Linked DNA regions of Zea mays: region 1 is linked to region 2. The links are chromatin contacts, called in public Hi-C maps. All regions are on one chromosome and are shown on one strand. The core of a region is the stretch at or near the end of the contact, and the rest is flanking DNA. Distances in the headings are between cores, read along the strand shown.

Region 1 (3,149 bases), core at 368-2,867, 320 kb after region 2:
TTCCCTCGGCGTGCTCTCGGACTGGCGAGCCCTAGAGACAAGGGATCATATCCTCGACCCATACATACAACCTTATAATTAAAAAGAAAAAACAAATCCACAAACAACTATGAAAAGGTAAAAGATTCTCTGTGTAGAAGCATAAAAAATTAAGCAACCTTAATCCTAGCATTGGATCGTCATCCACGGCTTATAAAGATTTCCATGGCCACCACCTCCAATGATTGACAGATATTGAAGGCTTCTTGGTGTGATTCCCTTCTAAAACATTCTCCAAAATCAGATCCAATAGGTTCCTCTGTAAATAATCTATAGAATTGAGGGTATTGGTTTATGGTTAAAAACAACATCATTGTGGTAGAGCTAAATGGACCAAAACATTGTCGCGACTCCAAATAAAAGTTTCTGTTTACATGTAGTTCCTTTGTTGGATTATCAAGCCTCTAAAATATGATTAATAATAGATGGTCCGTCTATGTGGAAGGCAAATAAATAGTTCTCCGTATATTTCTAGCATGGTAACAATCAAAGAAAAGGTGATGAATACATTTATTTTGATTACAAAAACCGCAATTCAATTTCCCTACAACCTTCGTTTTGCTAGGTTATATTTAGTGGGAGTTACTCCCCTCTCTAAATACCACAATGTTTATTAAATTTTGAGCGGGAGCTTTAGTTATTAATTAAAACAAAACGTTATGATTCCGAGTGGGGTTATTCATTAAAATAAAATGTGTAGATAAGACTGAGAAAAGTCCATCTCATTGAGACCTAAAAAACTCTCTCATAGAACCCAAATTAATTGTGGACAACAAAAATGACAAATTCATTTCTCACAACTATTGGTCTACGGAAGGACAGGTTGGTTATGGCACGAGGTAAGATATCTACAACTGGAGTCGTCTTATTTCTCACAATATTAAAAAGATTTGGATATTGCTCTCTAAGAGATCTATTTATAAGCCATCTATCCTCACAAAACCTCGTAGATTGTCCATCACCAACCCCAAACTAACCCCATCCTAAAAATTCATCGTTAACCTTTATGAGGTCATACCAGAATTGAGAATCCCTTAATCGTCAAAACTTGAGTAAGCGCTTTCATTCTTAAATATTTATTTTTGATAATTTATTGCCAAATGTCATGTTCATTAAGAAGCTTCAAAAATATTTGCTGAATAAGCAATTGTTCTTGGTAGGGAGATTAGCCACCCTTAGACCACCTAGCTCCTTTTGGTTGGTTGGCTAGGTCGTCGTGGCGTGGTCCATTCTCCGCACGGTGGGTATTTGCAACGATCACCGTAAGTGATGTGTTGGCAAGGCTGCAATTTTCCCTCGGCCCACAACACGACATGTTATTGGTTAAACGTGTTCGGCTCATTTCGGATAGTCTGAAATTATAAAAGCTCAAAATTCAAATTCTAGCCCAAAATTCATAGAGCCTAAAATTCACATCAAAGCCCGAAATTCAAAACACATATCATTTAGTAGATATTAACATTTTAAGCTTTATAATTAAAAACATCAAAGAATACAGAACCAAATGGGTAGTTGACATCTCATCTCCATGATTAGGCATGCGGTTGGCCAGATTGGAGGGGGCCCAGTTTCGCTTTCTAGTTGGGCTTGGTGGATTTTTGTCTCGTGCAGCTAGGCGGCCTAGCGTATGGTTGCTACCTCTTCGTCCCCGCGATCGGCGGCAGGAGTTCATGCAACTTCCTCTACCCCGTCTTCTACTCTTCTTCCTGTGGTGGTTTGAAGCCGGCCATGCAAGGAGCCCGGGGTGCAGTTGGTGACGGCGGCCGGGGATGCGGCTCCTGGCGCGATTCTCCCAAGTGGCCAAGTCCCAAATAAGTCCACCTGATGGAACACTCGAGGTCTATAGACGTACGGGGCCGTGTGATCCAACATGGCCCACCCGGAGGCGCAGGCAGGGGTCGTTTCCCCAGCATGGTGCGGCGGCCGGTGCTGGCGCTGCCCGGGGCCATGGCGTGTGGTGTTCGTCCTCAACGTGTCGATGATGAAGCTGCAGATCAGTTCTGGGCGAGTTCCAGGGTGCCAATCAAAGCTTTGACCCCGGGCTACGGCGGGTATGGTGCCGGGGATGACCTCGGTTCCCGGCACAATACGGCGGAAGGGCTGGCCGGCTTGGGATGTGGTACTGGCAGGTCGCGGTAAATGCAGCGGCAGCAATGAAGCCAATGTATATATACTAGTGAATTGGCACGCGCCAGCGCGCACGTTTGAATTTAGCGAAATTTTGTAACATGGTAACAGTTAATATTAATAGAGCATACGACATAGCATTTAAATTGCTTATTATAAAAGTTCATTAACGATTTGATGTGACTGATGCATTAAATTTTCATAACAGATACAAACGCTAAAATATTTACAAACAAAAGCTTGAAAATTCATGACAAAATTTTGATGTTATATACCATGATAACAGTAAATATTTGCCATAGCAATTTTACGAACAGTCATCCATAATGATTCTATGGAACAAAAGACAACACGTTAAAGGTAAACATTACCTTGATTCAGAGGTAATAATTGGGTCATCAACAACGTGCACGGTTCTTATCATGTAGTCAATGCATAAAATACATGCAAGTCATTAGAACCAGGCACCGCCTATAAGAATCAGAAGTGAAGGTTTGTTGGCAGTACATAAATCCATGAACAACAATGTCTAAGTGTCCCTTCTTTACTACATCGACCATCAACACACAACTCAGATTAAGATCAATGTAGTTATCTACTTACACATTAGAAAGGTGGGCCCCATGAATGAACGTCAAAAAACACTACCACCTGCCTGTAGATGGTTATGAAGACATAAATGATGTCATCCATATTTAAGCATCGTTATCTATCCATTCTTAGGATTCCTAGACCTTTTCTTGAGACTCCAGTACCTTAGCTCAATATTCCATGATTGCTTGTTCTGTTGGAGCAGTACTTGATGAAACTTGGCAAAAACATGTACAATTACAAACTCAATTGGATCATTATAAAGAAATTGTCATTTAGCATGTGTCAATTGCAGCAGTTAACAAAGAAAAATTAGAACATGTTAATCTAGGGTGGGGTGTAAGTGAGCAACCAAATATTGTTGAGACTTCGTGTGAAGATTATATCGATGT
Region 2 (3,139 bases), core at 267-2,766:
TTTTCTAAATGAATTTAAATTAGTGTTCAAATGTCCTGTTTGAAATATATCTTAAGTTTTTGGCTCTTGAATTTTTCAAGTTAGTTCATGGTGACGAGCCAATTAGAAAAAGGTTCCTATGCATCTTGCAAATTGGCTGTGTGACATCTATATGAAGGATTCATTAGTAATCAACATTTATGTGTATTTACTCGCTATTTGGTCACCCTGAAGGTTATCAATAGCAAATGTTTTGCAAATTTAGCTTATTTGTTTGGATCCTTGGAATTGAATTTCATTCTAATAATAGTAATTTAGGCAAAGATCAATTAAGCTAATATGATATAAATATATAATATTATTATAAATACGTCGACTCAAATAGATTAAACTGATGTCGAAAAAACATTATCAGTATCACATAAATTATTTCTAAAGAGTAAATATAGAATGTTTAATCATAAGAAAATATGTCGACATCTTGTATACTAACTTAATATTTTTTAGCGATATCAATAAGTCACAGTTGTATGTTTGCAGGGATAACATATCGGCACGAATTATCCTCATAACTTAACAGATCGATAACAAAGTTCCTCCAAAAAAATCTTTGCATCCTATGCACAAGACATGATGGAATAAAAGGTCAATTTTTTTATTACGTATTTATATGATTCCATATCTATGTTTAAGCACGGATTTTGCAGTTACCATTGTACTCACGCCGCACGTCGACAAGGTCTGAGCCGTTAGAGACTGGTCAATTTGTGTTCCGTGGCATCGCACGGGCACGTACCTAGTATACATATATTTATGCAAACATATAGATAATGGTCCTTGTCGTCCATCCGTTCGCAGCGGACCGCTTGTGCCGCGTCCGTCCACCCACTGTGGATTCATCGTCTGCCCGCCGTGGAGCCCTTATGTCTGCGCCGGACCCGCTCGACCGTGCGTCGGCCAGCGCAGCGCCCGCACCCGTCGGATCCGCCCGTTGGGCAGTGCCGCCCGCATAGGACCTGCCCACATGTGTTGGTTCCGTCGTCGCGCAACCGTTGCCGCCACTGAAACCCTAATTTGTGGTGGTCTCGGGTAGTTTTTATAGACGGCACGAGGCCTTGTCTGTTTGAGGTGGTGTGGTTGAACCGAAAGGTACCATTGAGTCAGGACTTCCCCTATCTGTTTGGAAGCTCAGAGCTTCAAATATATAAACTATGTATAAATATGTATATATACATATATATCTATTGCGGGTATGGGTACAACATTTACATACCCACGAGAAACAAAAAATCCATCAGGTTGATAATCAAACTCGCATCTGTACTTGCGAGTACAAACTCACACCTAAATTTGCACTCTATAAAGTTTTTACTCGCTCGCACATGAATAAAATGTGCCGGTTGCCATTCCTGTCTGGAGGTAAGTTAAAAGGCCCTAAAGTAATCGGCCCAGTAGCGGGCCGTATTGCGTGCGTGTGGCCTGCTCGGCCGTCCATGTGTCTCCCCTCGTTGGAGACCTGCTTGGCCCATCTTAATGGCCTCTGTCTTGGCCATTGGGCCTTGGTCCTGCATGCGCTCTCAAGTTCCAAGCTTGTCTTGGGTGCCAGTGCCATGGCCAGCCACACGACTGCGTATGCATCACAGGCTCTTGTATGTGATGTCTCACGAGTTTGCATGCAGCCGGAGATCAGATCGACAAAATCGCATGGCCTCGAATCCGATCCGGAGAGAGAGAGAGATTGTAGGAAAATGGGGTCGTAGCTACTCATCACTCGTACAGTTCTCCTGTGCTCTGCAGTGGACGGACTGACCGAGTTAAGAGGGGACAGAAGGGACGTTCGAGTTGACAGGAAGCGGGGGCCATGGCGCGGCTGCATGCACTGCAAGTATGCAACCACGGGTCCACGCCCCCCCACCCCAGTGGTGGCCTCACTCATCCAGTCAGTGAAGCAGCCCAACTACTTCCATTCCATCGTGTCGAAGCAAATGCTTGAGTTCCCAACCCAGTCACCTCCACACTTCCCTCTGCGCTGCCGGCCGCCGGCCGCGCCTCGCCATGTAGTCAGCCAACGACGACGACGACGGAGACGAACGGGGAGCCATTGCCAGCCAAGTTGGTGGCTCTCTGTGGGGAGTCAGTCAGCTGGGAACGGAGCCTACGGAGGAGATGAGGTGAGGTGAGAGACGAAGAGGACGAGATGGGGCCTGCTGGGGGGGACTCCGATGCACGCGCCGCGCCGCAGACAGGTGGGGTCGAGTGCTCGCCCGGCAGCGACACGACAGGAGACTGCAGAGTCCGTCCATCCGGCGCAGAAGCCCGCGCGATTCGCGGGGAATTTCTTTGCCTTTTCCTTGCTCCCATGCCTCAGCTGTTGCTGCTGCACCAGCAGTGGTACACTCCACTCCACTGGCCGCTGCATGCGCTGCCCGTAGTACGTAACGTACGCTCATCAGTGACCTTTTTACCTTTGCCTCTTTACCACAATGCCCTACGTCCATTGGAATTTATACTCATTTCTTATATATCATTGAGTGGTATATAGATATTTTTTATACGTATAACATATAGAGCTAGTGACACATAAAGAATGAGTATAATTTTCGATGACACACAGATAATTGCTCCAAGTATTTTATTTCTAGTAAAGTTAAGGTGATTTTACACCATTTAAACCTCGTGTTAGAAGATTCTTTGGTACCTAGCTAGAGGTCCTTTTTGTTTGGACTTCTAAAACTGATTTGGCTTCTTGAGAAAGCCAAATCCAATAATTAAAGCCTCGTTTGGGAAGCCAGGTAACGTGTCACCCTTGTCAGCCACCACCGGTCAGCCAATACTTGCCATGCCTGTCCACGTTTGCTGTAGCCCCGTGGGGCACAGATTCCCTGTGTCCGTTTGGGTGAACAAAAGCAGAATAAACAGGTTTGAAGCATAACGTTTGGGTGAGGGCGACGGCGGGTGTAGCCCAGAGGCGACGACGAGAGGGAGGCGCGAGGCACACAAAACCGATCGTCTGAGGAGTGGAAGCGAACCCCTGTCGAAACCGGTCCTACACCGGATCGACAAACCCATACATATATCTCCCAAACACCCAGACGGAAAGCATGTGTATTTTGTGCCCGTGGGCCGCTCGACCAGTGGAAACCGGCCGGTTGTCGTGTTC

The links. A called contact is a pair of places that touch in the nucleus more often than the background predicts.
Region 1: a Hi-C map of ear shows a contact between it and region 2, with 3 times the contacts expected there. The contact joins two enhancer-like sites. A contact is called at or near these places in 2 of 25 Hi-C or Micro-C datasets (ear and tassel).

The regions. Positions count from the first base shown.
Region 1 is chr7:3,999,229-4,002,377 of Zm-B73-REFERENCE-NAM-5.0, forward strand. LOC118472897 (a long non-coding RNA gene) reads right to left here. Exons shown (of 3, transcript XR_004851324.1): 3 at 2,557-3,149. Among protein-coding and RNA genes, the nearest start is that of LOC118472897, 5.1 kb to the right of the region's middle. Within about 2 kb of position 1,618, at least 7 of the 20 cell types and tissues checked have an H3K27ac peak or open chromatin away from gene starts, as enhancers often do. A contact at or near this core is called in ear, where this site is marked.
Region 2 is chr7:3,683,080-3,686,218 of Zm-B73-REFERENCE-NAM-5.0, forward strand. No RefSeq gene overlaps it. Among protein-coding and RNA genes, the nearest start is that of LOC103631921, 5.3 kb to the left of the region's middle. Within about 2 kb of position 1,517, at least 16 of the 20 cell types and tissues checked have an H3K27ac peak or open chromatin away from gene starts, as enhancers often do. A contact at or near this core is called in ear, where this site is marked.